Linked DNA regions of Mus musculus: region 1 is linked to region 2. The links are chromatin contacts, called in public HiChIP or PLAC-seq maps. All regions are on one chromosome and are shown on one strand. Each heading gives the region's core, a stretch centred on a gene start, on an enhancer-like site or on the middle of the called end of the contact. The rest is flanking DNA. Distances are from core to core; before and after follow the strand shown.

Region 1 (4,894 bases), core at 988-3,487, 57 kb after region 2:
GCCACCTCCCAGACACAGCCCGTGTGAGCTCTCTCCAGACCCTTTCTTCATAGCTCCAAATTCCCCATCCTCCCTGATGATCTCCGAATCTCCCTCTCCTATCTCCTTCCTCTGGTTGGCAGATGAACGGCCCTCTTCCCTATTCTGCCCAGGTATTGGTGAGATCAGCATTGACAAAACAGAGAATAAATGGTAAAAAAAAAAACTGTTTACATAGACTTAAGACCAGAGATTCTTATCCACATCTAAAAAAAGATAACTAAGGCAGAGAAATCAGCATTTGAATTACACAGCGTATAAACACAGTCTGCCTACCCATTGTGCCTGTCCTCCTCTTTTCACTCTGAGACCATGGCTGGTCTGAAACTCACCCTGAACTTCATAGAGAAGCTGTAGTTATTAAACAAGCCTGAGAAGCCCCAGGCTCCACTGTGGAAGGCACATACTCTCTTGAGCGTACAGTTCTCCACTGTCAGAGACGTTTGGTGAGATGGTTCAGCTGTTAGAGCGAGCACTGCCTGCTCTTCTCAGCATCTCACAGTGGAAAAGCTCCAAACCAGCAATCACTGCGGTTCCTGGTGATCTGATGCCTTCCCTTTGCCTTCCTGGGCCCTGCCCCCATAGACAGATAATCAAATATAAAAATAATTTAAAAAAAAAAAGCCTTAAACACGGAGGCTGGAGACAAGCTCCAGTCAAGAACACCAGCTGCTCTTCCAGAGGTCCTGAGTTCAATTCCCAGCAACCACATGGTAGCTCACAACCATCTGTAATGGGATCTGATGCCCTCTTCTGGAGTGTCTGAAGACATCAAAAGTATACTTGCATACATATAACAAATTTTTTTTTTTTTTTTTTTTGGTTTTTTGAGACAGAATTTCTCTGTGTAGCCCTGGCTGTCCTGGAACTCACTCTGTAGACCAGGCTGGCCTTGAACTCAGAAATCCGCCTGCCTCTGCCTCCCAAGTGCTGGGATTAAAGGTGTGCAGCACCACTGCCCGGCAATAAATAAATCTTTAAAAAAAATCTTAAAACACAATTTTTCTCTCTGTCTTTCTGTCTGGTTTTTGAAATAGGGTTTCTCTGTGTAGCCTTGACTGTCCTAGAACTCATTCTGTAGACCAGGTTGGCCTCAAACCCAGAGATCCACCTGCCTCTGCCTCCTGGATGCTGGGATTAGAGGCGTGTGCCACCTCTGCCTAGTTCAAACATAGTTAAAAAGATCAAGTAAGGAAAACGTGTTAAAACCTCCAAATCACACAGACCCTGGTAAAGCTGGAGCCCACCTATGAGATCATGTGGCCTTTGGTCAGTCCAGAAGATGCAAACACAAGCTCCGGGTACACCCAGAACCACACACCTGCAGACTCTGACCTTTTGATTATGTGGCTCTGGCCTTCAGGAAAGCATCCCCCCTCCCCCCAACACACACACAAGCACACACACAGGAAAGCCAGCTTAAGGAAACGATGTGCCTTAAAACAGCACTTGGGAAAGGACCAAAAGTTAGGAGAGGATTTAGGCTTCTCACTTAGACCCCAGTCACTGAGTGCCCCACCCCATACATCATTGTCATCAGTTACAGCACCTGTCCTAGGCCCTTATCAAAAGGATTAAAGACCAAAATGATCACACAGTTGGTGGAGCAGCAAAGCCTGGAGCATCTGGAAAAGATGGCAGGCAGCCTTGCAGAAGAGAGGCTGACCTTGGCCTCAAGGGCTCATGACAGTAACGATGTTGGCCAGAGCTGGAGGCAGTTAAACGTGATGGCAACCCGTGCAACCAAGCACTTAACTGCGAGGACTTGAGCCAAGCACGGCGCCGATTCCACACACCAACCTTGCAGTGGCTGCTTTCCTTATCTCAGAGGGGAAACTGAGGACTGGAAAGTGATGTACGGGCGCGAGTGAAGATACGTCTTGCCAGCCTCCACCAACGTGGCTTCCTCCAACCCAATCCGTGGTCACCAGAGTCCCTGCCCAGGTCTGATCGGTGAACCTCCATGGGACGTGCACGTGGGCCAGGGCCAGGCCCAGGTCACTTGACGACGGGGCCTCACCGCTTCAGGCAGTTGGGGTGAGCACCTCCCTCCTCCCTGGCCGCGTCCCTCGCGATACTTACCTGGGTCGGGGCTCCAGGGACCCGAGAGAAAAGGACGGGTTGAGAAGGAGGCTGGCAAAGACCGTAGCCCACAGCAGCCGCCACCACTCTACCGGACCAGACACCTCGCGGCCTCTGCCTTTGTCCGCACACGTCACTTCCCCGAGCCTGGAGGGGGCTGGACTCAAGATCGCTCCGCCCCGAGGCCAGTTCACTCCGCCCCAAGACTAGCTCATCCCTCTCCACAGACAGATAGCCCCTCCCCAGGGCCAGATCGCCGCGTCCCACAGGCAGCTCACGTCCAGATCGTCCCTCCCCCACAGCCAACTCCGCCCTCTCCAGGGCCTGCTCACACCTCTCCACGCCCCCACAGCCAACCCCGCTCCACGGCCTGCTCACTCGACACGCCCAGAACTTCTCTCCGCGCGACTAACTCGCCCCTCCCCACGCCCAGCTCGCCCAAACACAAGACCAGCTAGTTCCGCCCCACGGCCAATTCGCCCCTCCCCATCGCTACCTCGCTTGTCCCCGAGGCCAGTTCACCCCGCCCCCTGGCCAGATCGCCGCACTCCAAGGTTTGATCGCCCTATTCTTCGGCCAGATCGCCTTTTCCTTCGGGATCCTAACCCAGTTTTTTGCCTACGCGCAGGGACTTCATGATGAAGGATCCACAGCTGATATCTCACACACTTGAGGGTGTAGCTCTTTTAAGACAAGAGTCCAACTGAGTTCTGGCCGTAAACTTCAGGATCCTTCTGCATCATCGACGTGGTTGCTGGGGTTACAGGCACGCGCCTCCATGCGCCACAAGGCTGGATTCTTAAAAACCAACATCATGAGAGTTTTCCACCCTAAAAGGAGAATTAAGCCGGGCGTTGTTGGCGCACGCCTTTAATCTCAGCACTCGGGAGGCAGAGGCAGGCGGATTTCGAGGCCAACCTGGTCTACAAAGTGAGTTCCAGGACAGCCAGGGCTATACAGAGAAACCCTGTCGGGGGGGGGGGGGGAGGAGGATTAAAAGCCATTGTTGCTCAAATCCACCCATGCCCACTAGTATATTAAAATAATATATCAACCCAGGAAAGAGAACAGGAAAGAAAGGCTTTGACAGAGGTAAGGATTGCCAGGCCAAATAAAGCAGAAATCTAGAAGTTTGCCCTCCTGAGGACCGCCCTTCCCTATCCACTCAGACAATCTGCACCGGGTCTTGAAGGAAAGATGAGCTTGCTGCATGCAAACCCCCTCTAACCGCCTCGGAGTTCTAAGTTGCCTCTTCTAACTGGTGGATGTAATGATTCAGCTACAATACTCTGAGGGTTAAATTTGTGGGATTTGCGAGTTTAGGCTAGAGTCTAGTGGGGCTTGCAGGCAATGAAGGTTATCATAATAAGTATTTTTGCCTTAAGCTCACCTCTGTTGGCTGACACACCGGCTGTTAGACATACTTGTCATGCCTCCTGGGCTCTGCATTACAGTAGGTGCTTAAAGTTGTGTTTTGCTTTTACTTATTCTTTTTTTTTTTTTTTTCCTTTTCTGGATCAGTGCCTTGCTAGGTAACCCAGGATGGCCTGAAACTCACAGTGATCCTCCTGCCTTTGAAATGCTGGGATTGAAAGAATGCACTACCACACCTAATGTGTATTTACACATTAATACTGAAAGCAATAGAGGCTTAGGAGGCGGAAAAATCCTACCCCCAATTGAGTCCCCACCCCAAATCTGTGCACCTAATAGTTGATAGCTACTCTGGGTTATTCTAGGTATTACCTGGTTTCAATAGTTCAAAGAGCTATTCACCACCCCAAAGTGGTGAATACTTGTAATCCCAGCACCTGGGAAGTGGAGGCCGGAAGACAAGGAATTAAAGGTTATCTTTTGCCGCACAATGAACTTAACACCAGCCTACACTACCAGAGACCTAGTCTCAAAAACAAAAGCCAAGGAGCTGAAAAGATGACTTGTGACTCAGCAGTTAAGAGTGCTTGTTGGGGCTTTAGAGATGGCTCAGTGGTTGAGGGCACTGGCTGCTCTTCCAAAGAACCTATATTCAAATCCCAGCAACCACATGGCAGCTCACAACTGTCTGTAACTCAAAGATCTCACACCCTCACACAGACATATGTGCAGGCAAAATGCCAAAGCACATGAACATAAAAACAAAAATAAATTATCTTAAGAAAGGAAGGAAGGAAAGAAGGAAGAGTGCTTCCTGCTTTTACAGAGAACTAGAATTCTGTTCCCAGGCAATCTGACCCCTTCTGGACTCAAAAGACACCTGCACGTATGTATGCATGCACACATGCTTATGCACACAGAGATAAGTAAAAAGTAAAATTTCCTTTAAAATGCAAGTTTGGTCTGGTGTGGTGACTCACACCTTTAATCCCAGCACTCAGGGGGCAGGGGCAGGAGGATCTCTGTGAGCTCAAGCCCTGCCTAATCTATAGAATGAGTTCCAGGACAGCCAAAGCTACACAGTGAGACATGGTCTCAAAAAAGCCAAAATTATTAATAATAAGAAGGAGAAGGAAGAGGAGGAGGAGGCTTGAGGAAACTGTTCACAAAAGCTGGCTCAGCCCTTAAGAGTACAAACTGCTCTTCCAGAAGATCTGAGCTCAGTCCCTAGCGCACATGTTGGGTGTCTTTACAACCCCTGTAACTCCAGCTCCAGCGGATCCTGCTAAGGCCTGGGTAACTGCTGCCCGTCTAGCCAGATATTTTATGCTGTTATTACTGCTATAAAGAAAACTTCTCATGTGTTGTTTCTAGGAATCTTTCTCATTCCCAAGTTGAT
Region 2 (5,336 bases), core at 122-2,621:
AGAAAGACATTCCAGAAACACCCACATTTGCCATGTCTTAGGCAAGTTACTTTAACTGCCCTCTCTAAATGGCTGTTTCTAACTTGGAATTTGCAGAGAAAAGGGTGCCAGGAACACAGAGGTCTCGCTCCTAGGTATCTCTTAGCATCTCAGAGATCAGCTCCCTCCTTCCTATGATACTTCATGGCGAAAGGAGTAGAAATGCAGGAACACACACACAAAGGAGTGGAAATGCAGGAACACACACATGCATACATGTGCATGTTCACACACATATATGCACAAACACACATGTGCACACAGACACATGCATGCATGTGCATGCTCATGCACATACATGCACATACACACATGCACACATGGACACTCACACACACACACACATGCACATACACAGGGCAAGTCCACCAGCTTCACTGATTTTCTGAAGTTTGATGCTAAGCACCTAGTCCCCAGAGCCTTCAGGCACAAATTGGATTCTATCTCTAAACCATTGTTCCCTCTCTGCCTCCACCCCTGTTCTTTGGATCTCAGTTTCTCTGAGAAGTGGGCTTATGAGTCGTCCTCTAAGGTTTTGGAAGAGGTTTAGGGGTTGCTGGAGTTCTTGGAGTTTGGACTGTCCCCAGCCCTGGCTACTTGGCCTCTGCAAACGCCTGGGGTGTCTCCACCCAACAGCATCAAGAAGCAATTGGTTTGGTCTGGAGAGATGGCTCAGTGGTTAAGAGCACTGACTGCTCTTCCAGAGGTCCTGAGTTCAATTCCCAGTAACCACATGGTGGCTCACAGCCATCTGTAATGGCCCTCTTCTGGTGTGTGGACAAATAAATAAATAAATAAATAAATAAATAAATAAATAAATAAATAAAAAAGCAATTGGCTTGTTGGGTAGGGATAGGCAGCCCTCCTTTCTCTCCTACATCAGAACCAGGGAGCTTGGAGTCTCCTCAGAGCTGGACCACTCTTTCCCAACCACTCAACAGAAAGGATGCAAACCACACCCACTTCCCTCCCCTAAGAACAAGGCAAGCACCTCTTCAGGAGCCAACCTGGGCTAGCCTGGCCTCCCCGGAGATGGGTTTTACCCACATTGTTTTCTTCTCTCCTCTACCAACCTAGGACATAGTAGGTCACACTTGGAAGCCCAGAGACCATCGCAAAGCTGGAATGGGGACATCAGAGTTGGGGCTGCAGGTGTGTCGCTGGGCCAGGCCTCAATGAGATCCCTTGTTCTGGTCTGGTGGATGACAGACAAGCCCATGGCAGAATCGGGGTTTCAAAGCCGCACCCCCTTTTCTCCTCCCCTTCCCAACTGGCAGCCCCTAAGATGACTCAGCTTTAAAACAGCTTATGCAGGATTTAAGCAAACAAACTCTGGGGGCGGGAGGGTCCTCAGCACGCAAGGAGCAGGAACGGCTGAGGGCTGGCTTTTGGGATGCCCCTTCTCTCAGCCGGTCCCGAGTCCTGTTCTCGTCACTCCGGCCTGGGGTCGCAGGACCCCGGGGACCGCGCCCTCAGACGCCTGCCATGTGTGCGCCAGGCCGAGCGTGCGAGCCGCCGGGGCGGCCAGGGCGGCGCCGCCACATCTGGTTCCAGGCGCGGCCCTGGCGCCGGCCTCGCCGCAGCCCCGCGGCCCAGACACCGTTAACAGCCTGGCGCGCCCTGCCCTGTCGCATCCCGGGTACTACCGTCACCATCCCCATCCCCCACCACGGCCCAGGAAGGGAAACTGAGGCTGGGAGGTCCTATGGAGAAATGGCACAGCAGAGAAGGCACTGGGCTAGACCCCATCCTCGGCTGTAAGACACCCTGTCACCCCAAAGTAGCAGTCATGCAGCCCCTCCTTCTCCGGGACCCTTAGACCTTGCGCCTAGAGGATGTGAGGTTTTGTGGGATGCTCCAGGATCGTGGGTGACCAAACTCCATCCATTCGCCAGCAGAGCTCCAGAGAACAACCAGGTTCTTTGGTGTGCCTGAGAGCTGCCCTGCCCTACAAAGGCCTTTCTGGGCATCAAAGGAAGAGCCTAGTTGGTCTGTAGACGAGACTATGATCTTTAGGGGCAGTCTGTCACACTCCAGTATCTGGTGATAGATTGCAGTTAGCTACAACGGGCTACTGAGTGGCAGTCCTGGCACCTCTGGCTGCTCACAACGACACATATGTGCTTGCACACTGCGAGGGCTTCTTGTCTCTGGCTCCTGCAGTTTTTCTACAGAGGGGCTTTCTAAGGAGGTGGGGCCACATCAAAGCCAGCACTCACCTTTTTCTGAGCTGCACACTGGCAGAACAGAAGAACCCGGCCCCATTCATTCACCCCCAAACCCACTTGGGAGACTTGCTCACCCAGGAATGAGAAAGTCTGGATTGTAGAACAAAACCAATTTGCAGACTTGTGAGGAGGGAAGGTGCTCTCCCATGGGAGGTTAATGCCCTGCCCTGAGACCCGTACAGACAGTTTTACTCTCAGTTAATCCACCTGCAGGGGATGGGCGGGTCAGGAGTCACGTTCTCTTGACCACTATTCTAAGAAGTGGAAGTGGGAGGGGGCATGGAGGGTGTGTGTGTGTCTGTATGTGAAAGAGAGACAGAGACAAAGAGACAGAGACTAAGAGACAGAGAGACAGAGACAAAGAGACAGAGACAGGCTGGGGCTGGGGCAGCTGGCCATCAGGGACCATTCATCAACTTATCTGTCACCTCCTCATCCTGGCTCTCCAGAAAGGCCACTTTATGTGGTTTCTGGTGACCGAACTCAAGTGGCCAAGTTTGTGCGGCAAATACTTTACCGCTCTGTACGGTAGAGGGCCTGTGGCAGATTCTGACCACTGACCCTTGTCACCTTGGCTAACTTCCACAACATGCCTCTCAGACGGGAAGCTCTTAAGGGTGTGCAGATCGCGGATGTCCTTTCTGAACTGAAAGGCTGAGAGCGCCCTTGAGACTTACAGAGTGACCTTGGGCTCTCATGAGCTCTGGCCTGAGCTGAGCTGGGCCTGACCACCTGCCTGGAGAGTGTAGAATATCTCTGCGCTGCTGGTCACCCCAAAAGCTTCACTGTGGGTGCTGAAGTTCTACCTTAGACCTCTCTGAGCTAGCCTAGATACACTCCCATCACCGCCCCCAACACACACACACACACACACACACACACACACACACACAAGGTGAGGCATTTGATGAAACACCCTCAATTTAATTCCCAGAACCCATGGTAGAAAGCTAAATCAGTCCTCCTTTGACTTCCATACGTATACAAATGCCCACTGTCTGTTTGTCTGTCTGTCTGTCTCTCTCACACACAAGCATGCAATAATAGCAAATTTTAAATAAAATTTAAGAAACACTTTTTTTTAAACAAAATTCAATGGTAATCGGGGCCGGGGAGACGGCTCCACAGGTAAGACTGTTTACTGCACAAGTGTGACCGTGTCAGTTCAATCCTTAGAATTTACACTAAGAAAACAAAAACAAAACAAAAAACCACAAGCACTAGTGTGTGTCTAAGATGTGGAAGTGGGAGGGGGCATGGAGGGGGTGTGTGTGTGTGTGTGTGTGTGAGAGAGACAGAGACAGGCTGGGGCTGGAGGACCCAGATGGAGGGCACAGTCAACGGGACCCTCGTGGACCAGCCAGCCTGGGCGCTGTGCAGACAAGACAAACCCTCCCCAGTGGAAGGAGGGACTGGACTCCTGATCCCCTCCCAACATGTGTACTGAGGCACGCATGTGTCACATTCATATACATAGTAATCAGTTTTTGTTTTGTTTTCCAAGACAGCGTCTCACTATGTAGCTTTGACTGTCCTGAAACTCACTCTGTAGACCAAGCTAGCCCAAAACTCAGAGCTCCACCTGCCTCTACCCCTCCCCACAGTGTTGGGATTATGTCCTAAGGCCAACATAAACAATTTGATTGGGAAACAGGTGATGGGGAAGGCCTGCAGACACCTCATGAAATAAGATGTAAGATGCAAATGGGTAGAGGAGACACCTCTTGGATTCTTAAAGAAAGGCACCTGAAAACCACAAGGCTGGGATACAGCAGCCACAAATGACCAAACGCAGAACTTGACATCGCCAAGTGCTGGCAAGCAGAGGGCAATGGCAGCCTCCCTGCTGCTGGGAGGTGAAATGGTGCCCCCGCTTTAGAAAAGAGCTTGGCCAAGTGTGCATTTGTTCTTCTTCCTTCCTTCTTCCTCCCCGCCTCCTCACTTCTTTTTTGGAGAAGGAGGTCTCAAGTAGACCAGGCTAGCCTCAAACTCCCCTATGTAGCTGAAGATGACCTTGAACTTCTCGTCCTCCTGCCTTTACAGATTGAGTGCTGAGGTTACAGGTCAGCCCCACCTCACCCAGTCCATGGTTGCTAGGGATGAACCCAGGACCCCCTGCTACTAGGAGCTACTCCAAGCCTTCCTCTACCCTCCCCTCCCTTCCCCTCCTCTCTCGTCCCCTCCCCTCCCCACTCTCCTCTTCTCTCCTCCCCGCCCCCCCCTTTTTTTTAGACAGGGCTTTACCCAGTAGCATTGACACTCATGATGCAGACAGGCTAGCCCCCAACTCCCAAGAATCCTACTGCCTCAGACTTCCACATGCTGAAATTATAGGCTGCATTTCCACGTTTGCCTATTTCCCCCTCCCCTTCTTTTATTTTAGACTACAAAAGACAATTCTATCAGGCAGACAGCAAGGGAACAGAGCGTGGAGGGGGTGGGGTGGCAGCAGAACTCCCAGCTTGCAAGTTTCTCTCCGAACACTATACTGTCAAATTCAGCCATCACCTAGGCAAGATGGACTCCATGTTAAAGTGTCTGTGCACACCAACACACCTGCACAAGGATACCCACAGCACTCATATTCACAATGTCATGCGCTTGGGACCACTGAGATGTCCTTCAGTGAGTCTTTCGACAACCCACGATGCAGGCTATCACACTGGAAAGGAGGTGCTGTTTCTCCCTGAGAAACCAGGTATTGTGGGAGTGCACCCACAATCCCTGCATTAAGGTAAAGGAAGGAAGATCAGAGGCCATCCTGAGCTAGACAGTGCATTCTAGGCTAGCTTGGGCTAACTTCAAAACACAAACATAAAAATGTCAGTTGTGGGCTGGTGTGATGGCTCAATAGGTTAGCAGCCCTGAAGGGGGAACGGGACAATGACAACTCCACAGGCTTGTCCTCTGGCCTCCATACTCTTGCTGGGGGCACACACACACACACACACACACACACACAAATATTTTAAAAATTCAAAAGCCGGCCATGGTGCTGAATGCTTGTAATCAGAGCACGTAGGAGCTGAAGGCAGGGAGATCACCACAAGTTTGAGGTCAGCCAGGGTT

Evidence for each region. HiChIP or PLAC-seq counts read pairs in DNA pulled down with a chosen protein or histone mark.
Region 1: a contact with region 2 is called in an H3K27ac HiChIP or PLAC-seq map of embryonic stem cells, with 6 read pairs. The contact joins the promoter of Ntmt1 here to the enhancer-like site in region 2. A contact is called at or near these places in 2 of 39 promoter capture datasets (the SN4741 cell line and frontonasal cranial neural crest), 1 of 484 Hi-C or Micro-C datasets (nephron progenitors), 4 of 115 datasets of contacts at active chromatin or transcription factors (embryonic stem cells and pancreatic cancer cells) and 2 of 9 other capture datasets (adipose tissue and pancreatic islet).

What each region holds. Positions count from the first base shown.
Region 1 is chr2:30,805,311-30,810,204 of GRCm38.p6, reverse strand. Ntmt1 (N-terminal Xaa-Pro-Lys N-methyltransferase 1) reads right to left here and starts at 2,237. Exons shown (of 4, transcript NM_170592.3): 1 at 2,122-2,237.
Region 2 is chr2:30,861,301-30,866,636 of GRCm38.p6, reverse strand. All of the region lies in intron 1 of Prrx2 (paired related homeobox 2), which reads right to left. Among named protein-coding and RNA genes, the nearest start is that of Prrx2, 19 kb to the right of the region's middle. Within about 2 kb of position 1,371, at least 100 of the 459 cell types and tissues checked have an H3K27ac peak or open chromatin away from gene starts, as enhancers often do. A contact at or near this core is called in the SN4741 cell line, embryonic stem cells, nephron progenitors and 1 more, where this site is marked.